3 separate regions of the Zea mays genome follow, and regions 1 and 2 are each linked to region 3. The links are chromatin contacts, called in public Hi-C maps. All regions are on one chromosome and are shown on one strand. Each heading gives the region's core, a stretch centred on a gene start, on an enhancer-like site or on the middle of the called end of the contact. The rest is flanking DNA. Distances are from core to core; before and after follow the strand shown.

Region 1 (4,700 bases), core at 2,132-4,631, 690 kb before region 3:
AGGGGAGCATGCCACACATGGCCCTCGATGGCCCATGCACTTGTCCATCATAGAGGAGCTCACCAACGTCCTGAATGTTGCAGGTGACCAACTTCTCTAGTATCTTCTCATCCCATACACCTTGGCGGAAGGTGACTACAATGGAAGTCGCGGTGATGTGTGGGATGGTGTTACTAACTCGACAGAAGCACTGCACTGCACAAATGTGCCCTCAAAGATGGACATGAAATGTCAACAGAGCTCACCCCAAGACCAGATGGAGGCCTCGAGGAGATTCATGAGCTAAGACCAAGCACTACGGGTCAAGGCCACATGAAAGTAGTTTGGCACCACCTCTTCATCTCCCACGGTAGCGAGGATGGTGGTGGTGAGATTTGGAGGAACTCGGTGGGCTTGATGGTCCCATTGTACTTCTCAAGGAGGTGAGGGCAAAACTTCTGCGGACACATTATATAGAGCTGACGTGAGTGCCAAGCACCCGGCCCCGACGGGATGAATCGGTTGAGCAGCCTATCCAGCAGGTGGAGGCTGCTCTTGAGGACGTGGCATGAACCCAACCCTCTTGTCAGGACGGTGTTCGCATGAGCGCTGGTCGGCGACCCGCATTCCGCGCGCCATGCTGTAGTTGTGGAATTTGCACAAGAGGTGGAGCCATGTGTCGCAGCTCTGGAGCCTAGGGCACAACCCCCAGAACTGGGTCCTATGGAGCCACAAATGGTGCACGAGAGCGTGGATTGCGCGTCGTGCCCGGGCACAGACCTCTCAAAATGAGCTTGCATGGGTGAGATGACATGTGGTGGGCCTGGGCCACGACTACGAACCTTGCTACGTCTTGTCGTCATTGTTATGTAGCCGCTTCCTCGACGTCAAACACCGGCAGGTTGAATAGGCCTTAAGAGATAGAAGATGGAAAAATGATATGGATGAAGAGTATAATGGCCTGATGAGGAATAAAATGTGGCATCTAGTACCTGCAATGAGAAATAAATATATTGTTGATTGTAAGTGGGTATATAAAATTAAGAAAAAGTTTGATGGAACTATAGACAGGTATAAAGCCCGTCTCGTTGCAAAAGGGGTTAAACATATATATGGTATTGACTATGAAGACACTTTTAGCCCAGTGGTAAAACCAACTACTATTAGAATTGTTTTGTTTGTTGCTATCTCTAGGGGATGGTGTCTTCGGCAATTGGATGTGCAGAATGTGTTTCTTCATGGCGTTCTGGAGGAAGAAGTATACATGAGGCAACCTCCTGGGCATGAAAACAATCTTCTCAATATGTATGCAAGCTTGATAAGGCCTTGTATGGTCTAAAACAGGCTCCCAAGGCCTGGTATTCTAGATTGAGCACAAAATTAAAAGAACTAGGCTTCAGTCCTTCAAAGGCTGATACATTTATTTTCTTCTACAATAAGAATGGAACCATGATTTTTTTATTAGTATATGTTGATGAAATCATAGTAGCAAGCTCCTCATTAGAAGCTACACAAGTTCTACTCAATCTCAGATCAGATTTTGCGTTAAAGGACTTAGGAGAGTTAACTATGTCCTTGGGATAGAAGTAAAGAAAAGTGAGGCTGATATATTTATGTCACAAGAAAAGTATGCTCAAGATATCATAAAATGGGATGGTATGATGCAGTGCAAGGCACATAATACTCCTTTAGCGGTTTCTGAAAAAATGTCTATTGAATCTGGTATACCATTAGGTACAGAAGATGCTACTCATTTTAGAAGTAATGTGAGGGCGCTACATTATTTAAGTTTGACACTGTCAGACCTGTCTTTTCCAGTAAACAAAGTTTGTCAATTTCTTCATGCCCCTAGTACTGAACATTGGACAGCAGTAAAAAGGATACTCAGGTATGTCAGAGGTACTGCAGGTTATGGATTAAAATTACACAAGTCGCAGCCTATGCTCGTTAGTGTTTTCTCTGATGCGGACTGAGCAGGATCGGTTGATGATCGCTGGTCTACTAGTGGTTTCTGTATATTTTTGGGCGCTAACTTAGTTTCCTGGAGTGCCAGAAAACAGGATACAGTATCAAGGTCAAGCACCGAGACAGAATATAAGGCTACGGCAAATGCTAGTGCAGAGATTATTCGGATACGAACTCTACTCAAAGAGTTGCAGTTAAGCGCTCCAAAGACAGCAAGGTTGTTGACAATCTTGGTGCTACTTATTTGTCTGCAAATCCAGTGTTCCATGCTAGAACAAAACATATAGAAGTTAATTGTCACTTTGTGCGAGAAAGAGTTGCACATAAGTTGCTTGATGTTCAAATAGTATCGACCCATGATCAACTAGCACATGGTTTCACCAAAGCACTGTCGTCCACCTAGGGTTGACAATGGGCTCTAAATTTTACACTATAAAATGTAAGGATCGGATCGAATTAGGATTGTGCTCTATTTCTATTCATTTTGAACTAAAAATAATTTAGGGCCCTAACAAATTGTGAAAAAACATTTGGATCGCGGCCCATTACCACCCCTATGTCCACCATGCTTCAGGAATTTTGTCGCAATCTTAACTAGGGAAGTTATGATTGAGGAGGAGTGTTAAATGTAATCTCTTCGGTGTACTTATCCATGGTTGGTTCGGTTGAGATTACATTTAACAATTTAGTGCTGCAAATTGCAATGCTGCACCAAAAACAGTGATGACTGCAGACATCGTAAGAATATGTCGATCTTGACAGGGATATGGGTTTGTAATCAGTCCCCAACATACTAACAGAAGTTGTCAATCTATTGGGCCTCTATATACATGAAGCAGGCACACAAATTAAGAGTAGTCCATGGTGATGAATGAATGGATTAGAGATAATGAGGATTGAAACGGAAGTCTGTAATTAGGGAAAGAATACAAGACCTTTACCTAAGGGATCCCCCTGGTGAGTTGACGAAGAGGCGGATGTCAGAGTCCGGGTCGATGGCGTCAAGGAGGAGGAGCTGGCTGACGACGGCGTCCGCGAGGAAGTCCTCGATCTCGTTGCCGAGGAAGACTATGCGCTCCCGGAGGAGGAGGCCCATGACATCGCCGGCGCCGGCACCACCCCCCGCGGCATCCGACTCCGCGCGCCACAGAGGAGCTTGTGGTGCCAGTGAGGCGCAAGGCTTGAGGCTGACGAGTGCCCCTTGCTGCGGTCGCTGCGAGGGGGCCCAAGCGCAAGCGCGAGCGCATGGCCGCCTGACGCGCAGAGCAGCAGCCGCTGCCGCCGCCACGGAGAAGGACGCGATGGCACTTGCACTCCCGGTCGCCATATCAGACCGAGGTGGACTGCTCTGGTGGCGGCGGCAACTGCAGCGGCGGCGCTCCCCACTAGAACGAAGTGAACAGAGCAGAGAGGAGAAGAAATGGATAACACACAGCACACACTCTTTGTTTTCCCTTGCAGTTGACACCTGGACGGTGCGACTTAGGCTCTGCTTGGTTCCATAGGACTAATCTTTAGTCCCTACTTTTTAGTTCTTTTTAGTCTCTAATTCCTCAAACACAAGAACTAATAAAGGGTCTAAACTAGTTTAGTCTCTAGTCCCTCCAAGGGCTCCTAAACGGGACTAAACAGCAAAATTTCCTCTCCCGGCTCTCGAGCTGCATCGGCAAAAAAACCCTAGCCGCCACAGCCCGCGCGCGCTCCCTTCACGCCGCCACAACCCGTCACCACGCGTGCTGCCTTCACCGCGCGCTCCCCTCTTCACGGCGGAGAAGGCCGCGGAGGCGCGTGTCGTCGTTGTCCCCGTGGTGGAGGCGCGTGTCGTCGTCGTCCCGTCGGTGTCGTCGTCCCCGTGGTGGAAACCCTTCTTCGGCAATGATTTTGTTCTCCATTCATGGGATGATCCACGGGACATCGCGCTCCGTCATATCACCTTTTCGGCGCCGTCGGGTTCGTGGACATCGCGCTCGAGAGCTTCTCCCCATCCGGCCACCGCCAACTTGCTCCCCAGCCGCTTGCTCCCCATCTGACCACCAGCCGCTCGCTCCTTCTTCTCCGTCATCGGTCGCAAGATGGAGAACCACCACAACTTCAGGGACTTCTTATCCCAAGGTTGCTCTTCATCGACGTCCAAGAACCGCACTGGTCATGAAGCTCCCGAGGACGACGACTTCGACACCTTCTCGCAGTCGTCGTTTGCTCTGCCACCGCGCATCAACGTTCCAGCACCTCGCAGCCGCATTGAAGCTCTTGATCTGAACTCCTAGTCCCAGGGTACCGATTTTCCATATCTCTCATCCTACCAAGATGTTCTCCAGTCAGGTGATGGTGGATCCGACCTAGGTTTGCCTCCTCTTGGTCGTGGTAGATCAGCGCGCACACTATTTCAATCCACCAGATCCATTTCAGCTCCTATTTCTCATGCCCGAGGTGCAATTCGAGGTTACCGTGGAGTTAGGGGGAGAGGCACTAGTAGTCATGGTGGAGGTCGATCTGCTATTTATGCACCTATTGACCCTGTCCTCATTGAAGATTTTGGAGATGAACCAACCAATGAAATGGATTCTCGAGCTCCAGTGGTAAGAAAAATTTTCATGTCTTCATTACAATGTTTTACTGTGTTTGCTATAATGAATTGTATGTGCCTCAAGTGGTGATTAAACAAGATCTGTATGTACCATCATCTATTGTCCAGTGCATCAATGAATTCAGTTGGCCACTTATATTATTTTATTTTAAGCATCAATGAATTTAGT
Region 2 (4,388 bases), core at 962-3,461, 590 kb after region 3:
AGTAGATGTATTATTCTCAGATGCACAAAGTTGAGTTAACATCATAGCATGTGGTTTGCAAATAATGGTATATCAGTTAGCGCTTAAGGGGGAAAGAAATTTAAGAGAAAGGCTTACTTCGCTGAATGGATCTTTTATATTATCATGCTCAACACTGCTTTCCTGAAGACATTTAAGTTATTTAGTAATCGGAATTTTGTCGACAACAAGACATATGAGTAGCAGTGTAAAACTTGATTCTTGGCTTTGTTTCACTCACATAGTTTGGAAAAATAACCATGTCGACATCACGAGGGACCTCAGCTAACAAACGTCTAACAGAATACTCAGCAGCTCCGCCAGGATAAAGTAACTCATCAGTGTCTAAATGTATGATCCAATCCATGCCACCATCCTTCAACAAATAGCATTGTCCTTAGTGTATGAAATGTCTAAAGAAAAAATCACAAAGAAAAACTAGAAATCAACATTGTTGCGTAGCAGCCCCAATGACTAACTAAAGCTACAAATGAAAAGCTCAATCATTAACATAACAGAATTAACAGCAGATATAACAGGCAAGAGACATACCCGAGCCATTACAATAGCCATCTCCATGTTGAGGGATTGCTTCACAAAGAGTTCATAGTTGCAAGGTTTGTAGAAAAATCCTGAAAGCCAAGTCTCATTCCAGATTCGACTTGAGCCCAAGCAATAAAATACATCAGGAAGGTGACAGAGATGAGTGATAAAAACTCTATCAAAGAACATGCCAAGCCAGACATTATGACATGCTATGTCCTATCAATAATATATACTAGGGCATCTATCCAAGCTTCGTAAAGAAGAGCCTGAGCAAAAGAGCTCATGGGCTCGGCCACAAGCCGAAGGACTCGGCAATAGGACCAGGGGAGCCTACAACCACCAGGAGGATTCTAGAAGCGCAGATATAGTAAGATCTCAACAGAATAAGAGATAAACTCGAAGACATAGAATTCAATTCACGTATGACTTTGTACCGACTCGGTTCCATCATGAACTTGATAGCCGACTCGGTGCCTATCATGTAACTTCCGTCACTCCTTAGAATATTAAAAGAGGGACAGGGAACCGCCTGAGAGCATCAGATCATAGAATCATCAGATTAGAACATACAATACAACAACAGAACCACCTCAAACATGATGTAGGGTATTATCTCGCATCGAGGGCTCAAACCTGTCTAAATTCCGCGTATATTCCCTATTAAACAATCTTCGACATGTCCTAGAAGTGGGTTAATAGTAGGCAACTAGGCATGGAAAATTTCTCCCTTTATCCATAATTGTCAATGGTTGGATGCGGTCTGACTTAGTTTTGTCTGGCTACACCAGCAACCCTATGCTTTTGGTTCTCACTTTGAAAGTTGAAACAAGATGCAGTTATTTTTTTATATGGGGTTTATGTGGAAATGACACACAAGAAAAACTGTTATCGGAAACAGGGGACTGAGAAAACGAAGCTGACCTCCGTGCCTGCCGCTCCTCAAGATCCTTAGTTCTGTACACCACTTTTACCCCCTTCCGTAATCAATCAATCATGAAGACAAAAAAAGGCACTGAAATTAGCGCTGGAACTGCGGAACTGTAGAGGATCAAGAACACCAACGAACAAAGAATCTTGCGACTCACAGGAATTGACTCGAGGACTCCCGCGACATTGGGTTTCGCCGCCTTGCCCTCCACGAAGAGCAGGAACTGCGCGACGCCGACGACCTTGTGATAGAAGAGCCAGGGCAGGATCTGCTCAAGCCCCGCGGAGGTGCTCGTCTGCACGCACACCTTGGGTTGGAGATGTTCCTCTACAGAACCCATAGCAGCGCCCGAGTCGGAGGTGAATGACCAGCCGCGGATGTAGGGGAAGGAGGGGGCGGAGGATCCCACGAGCACGTCTGCGCAGTCGGACGAGGGGAGGGACGGTGGGGTGGGCTCGGCCATGCCGGGGAAGGCGTGGGAGGGCCAGCGAGTGGTAGGGTCATCGACGCCGCCGCCGCCGCGCCACTGGAGCACGAAAGCCAGCGCAGCGAGCGTGAGCGGGAGGACTGTCAGGAGCAGGAGCAGCTGGCGCCACGCGGCGCCGCCGCTGGAGGGCGCCTGCGCCGGCGGCATCGAAGACGCCGATCTGTCGAGACTCGAGACCGGTTGTGGTGGGGTTTCCCTTTGGGCCGTTCAATTTGGGAATAACTTAAACTTCCGTTTCCTTCGCTCGTATACGCGCCTATGTCTATATACATAGCCCATTTCCAGAGTGGGTTTCCACCCTGGAATTCGTGATATCATTTAATTTTCACCGAAATTGCATTTAAACATTTTTATTGTATTGTAATTTATTGTCATCCTTTTACTGTTAATTAATAATAATAATCCCTCTACAATCCACATCATAGCCCAGCAAATATTTCCTTTATGATGCATGCACGCTAGAGAAGAAAAGGAACTTTCCCAAAAATGGAACAACTAAGGCTGTCTCCAGCAACGTCCCCTAAATTTGATCCCCTAAAGGAATATTCTTTGTCCTTTACAGCACTCTCTAAAAGATTATGTACTCTATATCTTCTTCATCTTCAGCAATATCCCCTAAATTCCATCCTCTATTACTACTCGTCACCACGTGAGCGTACAAACACAAAAAGGTGTACAGTGTATAGAGCACCCTCTACAGATAGAGGACGCTTTAGAGTTCCTTGCTGGAGGGATAAAGGACCTGACCGTCCCCTACATTTAGAGTACATGACCCTTTACAGTCTCCTGCTGGAGACAGCCTAAAGGATGCAGCGTGGACTGTAAAGTTGCATGTGTAAAAGAATTATACGAAAAGACAGCTCAGGGGTGTTGAGAATTAATAAACTTCTGCGTTGAAAGTAGAATTTTTGCTCAACATTCATGTTAACACTACGATCCTAGAGTGGGAAAGGGGGCGGAGAGGGGTCGGCTTTGGCGGCATGAGTGAGAGGAGGGCCCAGCGGGGTCATAGGGGATGGGGAGGCAGGGATTATTGTGTGTGAGGGATGAAGAATTAATGATGATCCAAATAACATTAGCTACTAGATTTGATTAAGTAAGAGATATAATAGTTATCCAGCGATTTGAATCATTTGATTAGTTTGTTTTGTAGATTTAGAAGGAGGTTATTGGTGTAAGGATGATTTGGTTGGGTGGATTTTACAAACTTTAAGGTGGTGTGTTATATAGGGGTATAAACTAACATATAGCCTGTGCTAATGCTACAAATCCGGAGACATGAGTGTAGGGTCGACGATGGCGGCGGCGCAGGGGTAGGGGTTGACAATGGCGCGAATAAGGGGGAGGAGAAACTGGGGGTGACAGGGTCGCGAGGGAGAGAGGTTGAGGGATGAGAAATGATCTAAATAATATTGTTCGTTGGATTTAAGTGATTAAGGCAATGGAGGTTATCCAGTGATATGAACCGTTGGTTTTGATGTTGTGTGTAACTCTGAGTGCAATTTGTTTGGTGGACTTAGTGGAGGTTATCGATGTGGGGGGTGGTTTGGTTGTATTAGTTTTGCAAAGTTTTAATTGGACAATCATGTAGTGTTATAGATCTCTACTTTTTAAAACACCATTTCATGTGTCGTGTGTCGTGTGCAAAGCATATAGGTCTATTCCTGCTCTCCACTTCTGTCTAACAAATAATGAGTCGTTACACCATAGATGGGGTTTGAGAAACCTCGGATAGACCGAGCGAGCTATAAAAAATGGGTAAGTCTTTTTGTGAACTTATACTTTTCTTGACCTTTTGGCAATATAAAAGTATAGTATATGTAATTTAATATCTGATATGTGCACTATATGTCTATTTTAATTTTAATTCTTTGTGTGTGGAGGGTTCACCTTAATTTTTTTTGTCGGAATGGTGCATCACACTGGATTGCCATTAAACTCTCGGTTATCGTATAACTGTTGTACTAACTATACTATCAAATATGTTAATATATTGTCGTAACACATGGACATTGTATTTGTATAGATATATACTCAGTGTTGAGTTCGGCTATTATATTTTTAAAATGACCTTAGTTAGTAATTGGGCGCGGACGTATGAGCTCACACGATTTTCGTATCAGATGGGGACACATGTATCTAGAGATGGAAACAAATACTTATCCAGATATTATTTTTTTGTTTCTTTATTGTGGATATAGAATCAGCTATGCAATTGCATATTTTTGTTTTTAGCAAAGACTTATAAAAATTAAACTTTAAATTTATCATATATCTTCTCAAATGATAAATATAAAATTCGTATACAAATAATTTTTCATCTTTTTAAATTTTGTATAAGGAGCAAATAGTATATAAAACAATTTATCTAAAATTTTATTTTTAGTTTAATAATGTGTTTGATAACAT
Region 3 (4,862 bases), core at 122-2,621:
TGAGCTTCTCCTGGCCACCAACATCCCACACGGTGAACACTACATTCTTGTATTGAACCTTCTCAACATTGAAACCTACAATGTGATAAAGTGCATGCTGTCACTAAACATATGAACGGACGAATCAATTGCATGGCAGGTGCAGAGTTGGACAACTGTAATTAGCAATGGTTGAAACCAAAAGTTATGAAATGCACAAGCAGATAGGTGGTACAATCGGACCTATGGTAGGGACAGTGGAGAGAACTTCACCAATGTGAAGCTTATAGAGTATGGTGGTTTTCCCAGCTGCATCCAACCCAAGCATCACCACCTGAGGAAAAAAATAAGAGGCCAATCTATTAGAGGCATGTTCAGCTTAAAACGGATACTGGTTCTAATCTCCGATGATATAAAAAAAGAAGACTAAACATGTAAGGACAACCAAAAATCATCGTTAAGAAGACATGAGACATGATTGGAACACAGCCTGCCCTGCACTTGAATTGGCATCATGCTGTACACACTATGGCAACACCTAGTCCAGAAAATGAGTGAAGTAATAATACATCAATATATCATTTTACCCAGGTACAATTTGATCTTGTGTATGAAAGATCCAGCACGCTGTGGTTGGTAACACATTATTTAACTCTCTTTGGATGACTGGCAGCACGATGCAGAGATTGTTGTCGTTATAAATGATCCACTACTAGTAGATTACAAGAAATCAAATCTATAACCGTCTGAAACAGGTAAGGTTACCACAGGGCACTATAGCTGTATGTCTGGCTAGCATCATGACTCATTATTTCCCTGCTCTTGGATGTTAGTGATTGGTAGCCAAAACAGTGCTGGCAGATTGTTGACGGATCACATGACTCTAACCATTCAGTAGTAACTGAAATCAATGCCAAGAGAAATGGAGATAGGAGTGCGACAAGGCCACCAGCCACCACCGCCCTTGTGATTTGTGAACGGATCGGTTTATCGAGGAGCCCGATTCATTGCAGTATCCTGTCGAGATGGGAAGGGAGCGAGGGGAAACAGGAAGGAAGGAGACAGCGTACCCGCATCTCCTTGTTGCCGAAGAAGGCATCAAACAGCTTTCGGAAGGCCTGCCCCATCTCTTGACCTTGCCCCTCGATCCAACCGGATCTGGGAGGCCGCCGCGGGGAGAGAAGCGATGAGCAAGCGGCGCAGGCGGGGCGGGGAGGGCGGCACCTCGGAGGCAAGGTTCTAGAAGGTCGGAGGTCGGGCGGGCGAGCTAGGTTTCGGAAAAAGGATCGGCGGCAAGACGACGAGAGGTAGGGTGCGGTGCGGCCGTGGAAACCAGGACGGCGGATTCGCGCTGGCCTCACCTGCCTGGACCCCAGAGCGGCGAGGTCCACTGGATGCGATGCGATGCCGCATCGAGCGATCTGGACCGTCCTGTCTGTGTTCGCAAAGCGTGCGCGCGCACCGCCGGCCTAATTTCTGCTTGCCAAATTGGCAACTTTCGCGTTAGTTGCCCAGTTGCCCTGCATGGATACATGGTCAACATGGATAACTTTAGTTGATGCTCTGATGTTTGGTTATTAATTTGAATTATTAAATAAATTTAATATTCTAATTATAATATTAATATATCTATCTCTACTATATTAAAGCATCAGTTTCAACGATCATGTCACGCCATATTTTTATAAAGAATCCATTGTATTCATCTTTTTATAAATAATCTCTTGTATTTCTTCAAAATTAACTCGCGGTCCCAGATCATATCTCATCTATATCCTATTTGTTCGCACAGCATCATTCTCGTAGTTGTCGCTCTAGCAACAAACCCTGTCCATTTTGCAACATCTCCGCTCGCTTTTTTCGTCGTAGCGCATTGAATTTTAAGTGAAACAAACTATGCAATTGGAAATGAGTATAAGGCTCTATAAAAACGGAATATTTTTATTGTTTGATATGATACTCTAAAGACAAGAGCAAGTATGTATTTTCAATGAGCATGTTAAGCATTAGAGGATAAACTTGTTGTATTTGGTATTTCAAGAATGATCTTGTTAGGGTACTTGTGCTTTTCTATGTCTTACCAGTTCAATATATAGTATATGAACAATATGTTCACTTTGACATTAAATATATTTATTATGTTATTTTTATGTGGATGGTCCATTAAGACTCTCAAGTGTCACTTAGTCATCAATCAATATCATCAAATATGGTTGGGTACCATCGCAACGCACGGGGATTAGACTAGTTCTAATTATAAAGCTAATTATATAGATTAAGGACATGTCTGAAACCTATAGAGCTAATAATTAGCCAGTTAATATATTAATGAACTAATTGTTAGCTGTGAGATAACTAACAATTAGTTAAGGTATTAGTTGAGGATGTTTGGAACCTCTACAAGTAATTTTAGCAGCTAACTATTACCTCAAGACGTTCAAACATTGCCTAAGACTAAACGATAAGACAAACCTATTAATTCTAATTAGTCTATGATTTGATAAGTGATGTTATATTAAACATTTGTTAATCATAGATTAAATAGCCTTAATAAATTCTTATGTTCGTTTAATCTTTGTCTCTATAATTAGTTTTATAATTAAACTATAATTAATACTCGTAATTGATACTCAAATATTTGATGTGACACATAATAAATAACTTTAGCTAAAAGAACCAAACAACTACTTAGTTGGTCCTACATGATTGATGGACGATCGCTAATCCATCATCGAACCACTTTATGTCTTTCTCATTCTTCGTTTTCCTCATATGGGAACCACCATGATCTGGTTGCTATCATTTTCTCATTTCATTTTTGCAGTCGTGCTCCTACAGACAATGGGCATGTTTGTTATTTTCTAGGCATCAAAAACGGCTTCTGTCAGCTAAACGATTTGCTTCTCGATCCGCTTATAATATAAAAATTGTCTGAATCAATGTTAATGCAGACTGTATTGAGTAGTGACAGGAGAAATCTGTCGCTACCTAAACCTTAAACTGTGCAAACCCCTTCATTTTCCTCCGTACGTAAGCCCCGTGGTATCTAGATTCTCGTGATAACTAGATTATCCAGTAATCCAGATTATTAAAAAATATCTTCAGGAAAAAAGTTGCCCCAAAGAGATAGGATGTAGTCCCACTCGACACTATAGCATCCTCCTTTCCTTTGAGCTCACGCCCCTCATGTGACTATAAAGTAGACCTGATCATGGGCCACCCGACCCGCCCGAAAAAAACCTTGTCCGACCTGATCCGACCAATGCAACGGGCGGGTACGAGCCGTAATTTTTGACCCGTAATAATTCACGGGCTGGGTACGGACCGTGATTTTTGACCCAAAACCCAACCCAACCCGAAAAAACCTGACCCAAAGCCAAAAAACGACCTGACACGTCAAACATGGAGGCCCAGGCCGACCCGACACTAGGCACAGGTCGAGTACGAGCCGTCATAAATGGCCCACGACCCGACTTTGACCCGACTCGACGTTTGAACAGGTCTACTATAAAGTAGCAGCGATTGGTGACCATCTCACCACCACTAAGCAAGAATTAATGAAGTGGTCTAGCTAGCTTAAGAACTTCACAAAGCATGTACACTGGTCACTGAGTGATTTTGAGCACTTTTGGTGTCTGGGGCTATAGGAGTAGAGTCTTAACTCTCTAACAATGTTTATCAACTCCCATACATCTCAAGTGACTAGTTTTGTGGGTATTTATAGCCTCCAAGGCATGAACTATCCATTGAAAAAAATATCAGCCATATGCATATCGTCAGACCATCCAATGATCCATCATTAGGCCATAGTGTGTGGTCTGACGCCTTCGGATTGCACCACATGTTTGTAGCCATTGAATTATAGCCATTATAGTCCAATGACTAATTGCATAATGGCTTGGTGTCTCTAAATCAAATGCTTGTCAGACTTATGGACTTTATGCCTGATGCCCTTCAAATAGTTATCCGAGAGCTATCAGACACCACCAGACTATAGTCGGGATCCAACACCTCATCCTTTAGACTAACTAGTGGGCCATTTATGGATTAGTGTCTTTGTCCGGTTCAATGTTGTCTGGGCCATAGGTTTGATAGATGCATTAACACCTTATCCTTAGTCAATCAATCCACCTTATGGTTTAATGTCCTATGAACAATATGGGTATTATGCTTTTGTGAGAAGAACAATGTAAGCAAAGATTTGACACTCTAGCTTAGCACCTTGTATTCTCTTATGTTCTTAGTTTCTTCATGATATTTTGTGTCTATCTTGGTTCCATTTTGTGTCTTAAACTCTTGCATATTGTTGTGGATCTTCGATTAGTCTTATAATGTCTTTTCTTGCGGTGTTGATCATCTTGATCACTGCCATTTTGTGTCTTAGACTCCTGACTTCGGAAAAGTAGGGCAACAAGGGAGAATGTCTTGTCTTAGACTCTTTTCTTGCGGTAATGATTTAGTTTTGGTATAAGTAGATATTCGAAACTAGGGGAGCATGTGTTGCCACTAAATCCTAGCTGAATTGGTGCAATGGGAGTTGACCGACGGACTCAACATTTAGAAGCCAATCGACGGAGGCAATAAAGTGTCCCAATTGGATGTGTATCTGTCGATATGTATCAGTTAAATAGAGTTAGTTAGGAAGTGTCTAATGTTTAGAGTCTATGAACTATAAAATGGACATTTCTCATTATCAATAAACAGAAGACAAATGTTCCCAAGCAGCATGTGTTTTTCATCCATTAGGCGCATCGCCACCCCTTTTTAAGGGTTCTACACAGTAAGTGTCATGATGCCTTGTTGTGGTCTCTAGTAGATCGCACTGGGGTTGTGGAGTGTTCTGCTTTGTTTTTATAGATCTTGTATTAAGTGTTGTTATTGGC

The links. A called contact is a pair of places that touch in the nucleus more often than the background predicts.
Region 1: a contact with region 3 is called in a Hi-C map of bundle sheath, with 5 times the contacts expected there. The contact joins the promoter of LOC100272517 here to the promoter of LOC100192068 in region 3. A contact is called at or near these places in 3 of 25 Hi-C or Micro-C datasets (bundle sheath, ear and leaf).
Region 2: a Hi-C map of ear shows a contact between it and region 3, with 2.4 times the contacts expected there. The contact joins the promoter of LOC100273097 here to the promoter of LOC100192068 in region 3. A contact is called at or near these places in 2 of 25 Hi-C or Micro-C datasets (ear and tassel).

The regions. Positions count from the first base shown.
Region 1 is chr1:107,804,029-107,808,728 of Zm-B73-REFERENCE-NAM-5.0, forward strand. LOC100272517 (ATP-dependent Clp protease proteolytic subunit) reads right to left here and starts at 3,382. Exons shown (of 2, transcript NM_001146986.1): 1 at 2,886-3,382. The coding sequence starts at 3,271.
Region 2 is chr1:109,086,992-109,091,379 of Zm-B73-REFERENCE-NAM-5.0, forward strand. LOC100273097 reads right to left here and starts at 2,212. Exons shown (of 10, transcript NM_001147546.2): 1 at 1,650-2,212; 2 at 1,486-1,538; 3 at 571-679; 4 at 260-394; 5 at 118-162. The coding sequence starts at 2,126.
Region 3 is chr1:108,493,420-108,498,281 of Zm-B73-REFERENCE-NAM-5.0, forward strand. LOC100192068 reads right to left here and starts at 1,372. Exons shown (of 6, transcript NM_001294310.1): 1 at 1,050-1,372; 2 at 223-313; 3 at 1-75. The coding sequence starts at 1,106.